2 separate regions of the Rattus norvegicus genome follow, and region 2 is linked to region 1. A link is a contact called in public Hi-C data. All regions are on one chromosome and are shown on one strand. The core of a region is the stretch at or near the end of the contact, and the rest is flanking DNA. Distances in the headings are between cores, read along the strand shown. Region 1 holds the start of Lin52 (lin-52 DREAM MuvB core complex component). Region 2 overlaps Npc2 (NPC intracellular cholesterol transporter 2).

Region 1 (4,387 bases), core at 1,565-4,064:
ATATAAATTTGATCTTTCTTAGGTTTTTCTGTTAGTCCTCCATTCGTGGCTGTCAGAATGTAGGGCATGTTTCCCTCCCTCTCTCTCTCTCTCTCTCTCTCTCTCTGTGTGTGTGTGTGTGTGTATGGGAGAGAGAGAGAGAGAGAGAGAGAGAGAGAGAGAGAGAGAGAGAAAGAAAGAGAGAGAGACAGAGAGACACAGAGAGAGAGAGGCTTAGTAAGTTATCCAGATGTTTGTTGTTGATCTTGTTAAGGTGCTTGCTGGCTTTTTTTAAAATTTTTGTGTATGTGTGATTGTATACAATATGTGTACAGGTGTCCTTGGGGTCCAGAAGGCATGAGATCCCCTAAAGCTGGAGTTAGAGATGGTGGTAAGCTGCCCAGTGTGGGTGCTGGGAACTGAACTCCGGCCCTCTGAAGAGGAGTAAGCTCTCCTGACCTTTGAGCTACCTCTCCAGCCCTGCATTTTATTTTAGAAAGCATTTTTGTTGATTTTTTTCAGTAACCATTTACTAAGTACTAGGTTTCATTGAAGTGTCTTCAGGCATGTCAGTATACAATGTTGCCTTTCACTCTCTTCTTTACCTGCCCTCCTTATCTCTGCTCCTGCTCTCTGGCAGGTTCCCTTCCCAGGCTGGTTTTGAAGTGGTCTCAAGAGATTTTCCTGCCTCTGTTTCTCCAAGAGCTAGGCCTGCATACATGTACCACATGACCACATAGACTACCCTTTATCAAATTGTCATATTACAATAACTCCTAATTGTCTAAGAACTATTTCTGGTCTTTTTCCAAGTCAGTTTAGAGGTTTTTACAACTTGGGTTTTTTTTTAAGAGTATTTGTTCCAAAAATAACATATATGGGAAGAGAAATTCTACTCCTTTGTGCAAAGGACAAAATACCTTAGGATTTTTAGTGACTTGTGGTAATGGGGTAAGGACGAGAGGGGAGCAATTTTTATAAAGGATGTTAAGAGGTTGGCAATGGAAAACGTAGAGAGGAAATGCTGTATCTGTTACTCCAAAAAGACACCAGAATAGCGCCAGGGGAGTGAAGTCATGCCAACCTTCTAAGACCTCCAGCTCACTCTCTTCATGGTCCCATTAAACAACATTCAAACCTGAACCTTTGGTGACTCGGCCAAGAACCAAATGCACGCACACATTTCTGCAGTAGAACTCCTAAAAACCTGATGAACAGACATAAAATTTTATATAAAAGTGCAACAGGAGACATTCCTAGGCTGGATGAATAAAAGACATCGTTGCTTAATGCTGGATTAAGAATCTTGCCGGGAATAGAGCAAATCTTGTGTCAGATTCTAAGTCCGTGCTACGATGCAAACACATGGGAAAGGCTATAATCAAAGCCGGGACCACAGGCCTGAGGCTTCTGTAGCTCTACAACTTCCCTTGGGCTGGCTTCTTTCTGTGCGGTTAAAATCGTAGCCTAGAAGAGTGGAGGGTGTGTTGGCACTTGAGAACTGACTCTGGGAACGTGTCTTCCTAGGGTCTCATCTTCTACCACCTGTTTGGGGAATGTTTAGTAGCGTTAGCAAAACAATAACGCCCTTATTTATCTCGAAAGTTTAACTTCGCTGAGAAAGTTTAACTTGGCCCAGAGCTTGGGAAAAAAACACTAAGGGCCAGAATAGTTGGTAAACGCTAGCAAATGGCTGCCTTTGATGTGAAAAGCCAGGGTACATGTCTAGAGATTCAAAGTTTCTTCTCTGACCCTTGTTCCATGTTCCTACCCCCTCTTACCTCACATAGAGGCTGGATGGGGGAAGGGACGCTCCTGGCAAAGGAAAGTATTCTATAAACAGTAACCAAAAGGAGTTTCTGGGGCCCAGAGGTGGCTGGCACAGAGGTGAAAGGGAGTCCGTGGGAGGAACCAATGAGAGAAAGCAAGCCCGCGGGTGATAGCAAAGACTGAGCTGGACTGAAGGTGGGTGGGTCAGAGCTAGAAAAGGAAAGGATCAGGAGTAAAAGTGGGGTGGGCCAGGCGTGACCGTCCGGGGCTGGATTCCCGGGCCAGGCAATACGGAGTGACAGCTCAAACACACGGGTCTGGTGGAACACAAGGGTCTGCAAAGAAGGGTCTGGGCCAAGAAATCTGTCCAGCAGAAGCATGGTTTAGAGACCGGGCGGAAAGGACCCATTTCTAACGTCATGGTCCCTCGTCGCCACCCTCACTCGCCTGCAGGATCCGGGACCGCACTGCTGCTGCTGCCGCCACTGCCGCCGCCATGGCTCACCAGACTCTGCCCAGCTCCCCGCGCCTCCGCTGCCAGTGCCTCCCTAGAAGCTACAGCGCTAAGCTACGCCCCGAACACAACCTAGCCTCTCCATTGGAGGGAAGGGGCACTTTTCATAACCAATCATGTGTCAGGATTCTTGACTCCACCCATCACTCCCAGCCTTGGGGATAGGTGATTGGTCAAAGGCGGAAGCGTTTTCCTCTTCTCTGACTTCAGCCTATTTTTGTTGGCGGAGATAGGGAGACGCCCCCTAGACTTGGTACTGCATATTAAGCACACGGGGAAGACGCCCCCTAACCGAGAACTCCGATTGGCTATAGGTAGGCCCTCAAGGTCCCGCCCCTTTGCTAAGGAAAGTAAATAAAGTCCTTGAAGAATTTTGCCTGAGTTTCACCTTAACTACCACTCGCGGGTAGGGCTGCTGTCTAGGGTGGGACTAGGCAAATATTACCCTATGAGATAGGGAAACGAGACCGGGCTGTGAGTTAAGGATAGGTTACCCCTGTAAGGGGCGTGGCTTGCGGATCCTCGCTTTCCCGCCGACGGTTGGCCACGTCACGTGACATGGGCTGGAAGATGGCGTCTCCCACAGACGGTAAGAGCCGGCTTGGAAATTGTTGGCCTGTAGTCTCATTATTTGCTCCTCTGGGAACTTCCACAGCCTTCACGCTTACGCTTTTTTTCTTGGGCCCCTCTTCCTTCTCTCCCACTTCTCTTCTTTGGGCTGTGTCGGCTTTTCAGCTAGCAGGTGCCTGGTACCAGGTCTCCCCGCTGTGTACTAGGTAGGTGAAGGAGGCCACCAACCGGTGAGACCCTATCCGGGAAAAGGACAGAGGTCGCTCCGGCCCATCGGTGATGCTGAGGGGAAAGGGAGGGAACTTTCTTTTTGAACAGGCCCATTGGAGTGTTGGTTCTGTTCTCAGTAGAGCTGAGACGAGTCTCTCAAGCTCTATAGCTTTGAGTGGTGACTGACATGAGGTCTAGGGTTCATCCCTGTACCAAGCCGGGAGAGAAGGATGCTTGTCCCCTCAGTTCAGGACCGTTGCCTTGGCAGCAGGGAACCGGGGACCTGGTTTCCTTACCCTGATTCCCGAGGGAATGAAAATTAGCCTTGTTAATGTAGTTTCGCACGCTTCTCAACCCTTAAACCATCACTCCCTCTACTTCATGTGTTGTTTCCTTAGACTGAGGGCAGGAACAATTCTGCTTGTATTTCGTCTCAGGTGGTAAATAGGTGTTTTCGTTATACCCGTATGCTTTTGCTCGCGGTTCTGCTTTAGCATTTGGAATTCTCTTCTGTCATTACTCAGTATCTCAGTATATTCCTTGTCTATTAACTTTGCCCGGGCCACACCCAATTATAAATTCCAAGTCTGTCTTATTTCATACGTTTAATCCTAGGTTCTAGAATAATGCCTGTAAAGCATTTGGCCATAAATAAGTTAACGTTCATCCAAAAGTGAAACTGGCCTTGGTATGTGACCCCTAATTTTAGCTACTTGGTAGATTGAGGCAGGAGGATTGTTGCTTCAGGCTTGTCTAGGCTGCAGAATGAATTGTAGGCAAAATGTGTCTCAAATACAAAGTTGGGGTTTAGTTGGCAGTTGTTGGGTTTTGTTTTATTTTATTTTTTAACCCTAGACAAGGTTTCTCTGTGTAGTCCTGGCACTTGCTCTTTATACAAAGCTGGCCTCGAACTCAGAGCTCCTCCTATCTCTGCCTCCCAAATGCTAGAGTTAAAGGCACAAACCACCACCACCCACCTTCAAATAAAAAGTTTTCTTTTAAAAAGTAAGGGAAGAGTGGCTGGAGAGATGGCTCAGCGGTTAAGAGCACTGACTGCTCTTTCAGAGGTCCTGAGTTCAATTTCCAGTAACCACATGGTGGCTCCCAACCATCTGTAATGAAATCTGGTGCCCTCTTCTGGTGTGCGGGGGTACATGCAGGCAGAACAGTGTATAGGTAATAAATCTTTTTAAAAATGTGAGGATACAGGGGGCTGGAGAGATAGCTCTCAGTGGTTAAGAGTACCTGGTGCTTTTGCAAAAGACCTGGATTCTTTTTTTTTTTTTTAAGGTTTATTTATCTAATGTATATGAGTACTTTATACACCGTAGCTGTCCTCAGACA
Region 2 (4,276 bases), core at 308-2,807, 300 kb after region 1:
AGAACAGACCATAACAATGGGGGTCTTGAGATTTACCTGCCTCAAACTCACATAAGAGAGGAGTTGGGTCTAAGACTCAAGGCTCGCACAGAGACCGGCCTTGGAAAGTGCAGGACTCTCTGTGTGCTTAGGATTGGAGGCTTCTGTGTTAATGACTGTGAACTTTCTGTAGGAATGACCTTTCAAACTAATCCTCCCACGGGAGTCTACCTATCTCACAACTGCAGGCTCCAGTGAGCCTCCTGGTGGCTGGCTGGCAAACAGTCCTAAGCTGTTGGGTCACCTCCTGCTCACATAAGGACACTAACAGAGCTTCCCCCTCCCTTCCCTAATTTTTTGGGGTTTGGGAGGTGTTAGTTACTACAGAGCTAAAAAGGCAAGACAAATCTTTAGGGAATAGGGAGTCAGCAAACACAGAAGTGAGTTCCTCCTGGCCCCTCAGCAAGCCCCCACACAAAGAAGATAGCTGTGTTTTTTTCTGAGGAGATACATTACCACACATCAGATTGAGCCTCTGGATTTTCCTATTTCTAGACAAAACGAGCAGCCTAGCACAAGGGCTGATGCCAGCAGCGTGTATGCTACACGCCCTGACTCATGTAAGTGTTTTACATGCCTCATTTCACTTCACACTGTGCCACCATTGTCCCTGGTCAATGGATTAGGAAAATCAAAATTGAAGCTCGGGGAGATGAACTCATTTACAGCTCACACTCGCAGCTGAATAATTGGAGGAGCCATCATCTAACCACAGGCAGTTGGAAGCAGTGACCTCAGTAGGTAACTACTTTTGGAGTTCACATGATTCTGACTCATACCTCCTCTACATGGGAAGACAGGGTGGGCTCAGGGGTAAAGAATAGACAAAGGACCTCAGATAGTACAGCGGGTAAACTGATGGCTGGCAAGAACTTCATTACTGACCCATTGCTGCCCCCTGGTGGTTGTCCTGGAAAACTCACAGGTGAAGAAACAAGGGTCCAGTGCTATTTGGATTCTATGTATGTGGGGTTTGAGGTAGAAGCAGGGAGGATCAGAAATTCAAGGTTTTCTGATACGTGGCAAGTTCAAAGCCAGCCTGAGATATATCAGACCTCATCTCAAAAATAATGTGTGTGTTCCCTACAACAAACTATGATCTATGACCATATCTGTCATTTCAAGATTTAATCAGTGGAACTTTTATCGGCTAGGATGCTCTCTACCTTTTCCTCCCTCCTTCCTTCCCTCCCTCCCTCCTTCCTCCTTTTCTCTCTCTTCCCCTCCCCCTCTCTCTGAGACTGAGTCTCATTTAGCCCAGGCCGGTCTTGAATTCATTTTATAGGTGGGGTTGGTCTCATTCCTCTGCCTTCTAGCACTGAGATTGAGTCAGGGGAGGTGTGGGTAGATGACAGAGGGGTTAAGTATGTACAAATTCAGGCTGGTGTGGGACTCGTGACCCTTCTGCCTCTTGTTGGCTGAGTCTACTTCTTTATTTAAACAGGATCTCACTATGCTGCTTGGACTGGCTTGGAACTCATCTCCCTCCTGCCTCCTTAGAGCCACTGCCTCTTTTTCCTTCCCTTTCTAGGCTTCCCCATCAGGGCATGTGATGTCCCGGTCACCACTCCTCGGGTGTTGCTATTCATTGGGTAATGTTTGCTGCTTCGAGCATGCTTGGCAGTGTAAATACAGCAACTCAGCACAAGGTTACTTTCTATGGAGAAGGAAACAGGGAGTGTCTGTGAGTTGGGTCTTCTCTAGAGCTTCGGAGCCAAAGTTCACTGTGCAGGGTGCAGAGTGCAGAGGCCATGGCTGGAACCCCAGGACCAGCCAGGAAAGCCCACCTAATCTGTCACAATTCCACCCACCTAGAGCTATCTTCACAAAGTCACACCTAGATGGGGTGCAGCATCAGCCTAGGATTTGGACAGAGGGTGCCCCCTCTCCCAGGAAGGGCTGGGATGGGGGTGCCAGTGACTTGTAAATAGCAAGCCCTCTAGACTAATTTATTACTTTTTATTGGTAATTTATTAGTCAGGTGGTCCCTCTGGTGGACTCGGCTGTCTGTCTTGTCCTTAGCCCCTAGAGTGCAGCCTCCAGACCCTGTTCTCTGGGCCAAGGCTTTGGGCAACTTCCTTTTTCTAGTTTGTCCCGTCCTTTCCAAGTGTATGTGTGTGTCCATCCCATTCAACCCAAGACCCACTTCAAGGCACACAAAAGCTGGTCCCTGATGAGTTTGGACAGGATTTGGAAGCTGCACCCCGAAGCAGGAGGATCACTAGTTCAGTGGTGGGCTGCACTCTGAAGACTTCCTTCTGTGTTTGAATAGCTCTCCTCAGACTGTCCTTACTCCCCTCTGCCTGTGATCCTGCATGCTTCAGTTTAGGCAAAGTGTGGGAACATGGGGCTTGGGAGATGGGGAATGCTCTGGTTTAAGGCAGAATAGCCTGTACGCCTTGTAGAAAGTAAGTGACAAACTTAAGGACCATCAAAGTGGGAAAGGTATCCACTGCAGGGATGGGACAAAGCACTTGTCTAGCCAAGTGAGGATAATGTTTGACCACCAACCCGCACCCCCACCCCCAGCACCACAAAAATCAATGCCCAAGTGCAGAGTCCCATGTGTGTGAGGCCCAGCATGGTGAGCCTGGGAGCACAATGTGACCTCCCTTGAGTGCCAGTCAGAGGACCGAGTGGACCCCAGCTGTGCTGTGTAATTCTGGAGGCGCGTCTTTCCCATTCTGTGCCTGTGTTGCTGTGTTTACAGGACTAACCCCAGTGACTTGCACACTTCATGTGCACTGAGCACCCCTGAATTCCCCCTAGCTTTCTGTGATCCAAGCAGCAGAGGTCTCCAAGGCCAGAAGCTTACCCCACCATGGCCCAGTAAGATTCCTGGCTCAGGACAGGATCTCCCGGCCCTACTGTATGCATGGCCATGGGGAAGCCCAGGCTGTCCCCATAATGCTATGTGATCCAGCAGCCATCTGGTAGGTTGTCAGTGATGTGGCTCTCCACACTCCATGAGGGGAATTTGCAGGCACTCAAACCCTCTCCCCACCCTCCCTGACTCCCAGCCAGTACTGTCTGCTGGAAGAGACCAAGGCTGTGCGTGAGTAGCCCTCAACCCCTTGGAGCTGGCAGCAAATGAAGACCCATGATGATGAAAAAAAAAAAAAAAGAGGAAAAGGAAGTGTCTGTGAGTCTTCTCTAGAGCTTCGGAACTGGGTGCTGCCTGCTACGGACCTAAGAGACTGCCATCTGGAAGAAGTGGGCGGCCACAGACTGAACACAAACACGAGAGTGGCAAGTTAGAATTTATGGGGAGGCTCCATCTCACGTGCGGAGAGAGGATACAGACTAATACTGTTAAAAAACAAAACCAAGCACCTGCAACCAAGTATTGGCTTTAATGAAAACTACCAAAGAACAAGAGCTAACCGCAAAGCAGCAGCCAGTCAGAGCTAAGTTTCTGCGCAGACCTTCCCTCAGGCCGTCTCTGGACCATGGAGAGTTAGTCACTGCTGTTGAAGCGTTGGGCAGAGGCTACCATGGAGACTCATCGGATCGATAAGCAGGGTGCTTGGGACTCAGGAGGCACTTAGATACAGAAGAGGTAATACTCCCGGCCAGCCAGAAGATTCTGGGAAGCCATCCTTCACAGTGGATTGACAGGTTATCTGACATCCTCAAGCATCCCTGCCTCATCTTGCCTGGACCTGCCGACGTAATCCAACAGCAAACAGCCATGGACACTAATCTAATCTCTCCAGTCTCCCCTTTCCCTCCCGAAGCCTCCACAAAGGCTATCTCAGGGGGCCATGGCTCTGGCTCTCAAGAGTAGTAGGGCTGCAGGTATGTTTTTGGAGGCTGAAAGGCATAAAACAGCATTCTTGAAGTTCTGTTCGTCTTATGGCACCGACTCAATTTCAGGTCTGATTTCTCTTCCTTCCCCTCCCTCCGCCCATGGCCTCTCACCCTGCACAGACACAGGGCACCAAGCAGCCTAGCCTTTGATCTCTACTGGGATCTCCCAGCAGAAGAGGTTATCCTTTTTGTCATCTTGAAGTTTCCATTCCACCACCAGTTTTAGCTGGAAAAAAAAAGAAAAGGAATTGGAAGAAATGAAACCGGAACCTGATTTTTTTATCCATAATTGGCTTACGTGTGCACCTTCAATTCAATTCTTTCTTAAGTTCTGTCTTGAAGCCAGATTAGGACACACCCACTACCTGTGATCCTAAGCTCAGAAGAGTGAACCCTGCCATCCAACTAGGCCAGTTTATGAATGTAA

The links. Hi-C and Micro-C count contacts between places; a contact is called where the count stands out from the background.
Region 2: a Hi-C map of mammary epithelial cells shows a contact between it and region 1, with 2.3 times the contacts expected there. The contact joins the enhancer-like site here to the promoter of Lin52 in region 1. A contact is called at or near these places in 3 of 12 Hi-C or Micro-C datasets (the A7r5 cell line, the Rat2 cell line and mammary epithelial cells).

What each region holds. Positions count from the first base shown.
Region 1 is chr6:109,827,435-109,831,821 of GRCr8, forward strand. It overlaps Lin52 (lin-52 DREAM MuvB core complex component), which reads left to right and starts at 2,815. Exons shown (of 6, transcript NM_001398854.1): 1 at 2,815-2,852. The coding sequence starts at 2,834. It overlaps Aldh6a1 (aldehyde dehydrogenase 6 family, member A1), which reads right to left and starts at 2,291. Exons shown (of 12, transcript NM_031057.2): 1 at 2,197-2,291. The coding sequence starts at 2,247.
Region 2 is chr6:110,125,039-110,129,314 of GRCr8, forward strand. Npc2 (NPC intracellular cholesterol transporter 2) reads right to left here. Exons shown (of 4, transcript NM_173118.2): 4 at 3,287-4,075. The coding sequence ends at 3,989. Among named protein-coding and RNA genes, the nearest start is that of Npc2, 22 kb to the right of the region's middle. Within about 2 kb of position 1,558, at least 18 of the 93 cell types and tissues checked have an H3K27ac peak or open chromatin away from gene starts, as enhancers often do. A contact at or near this core is called in the A7r5 cell line, where this site is marked.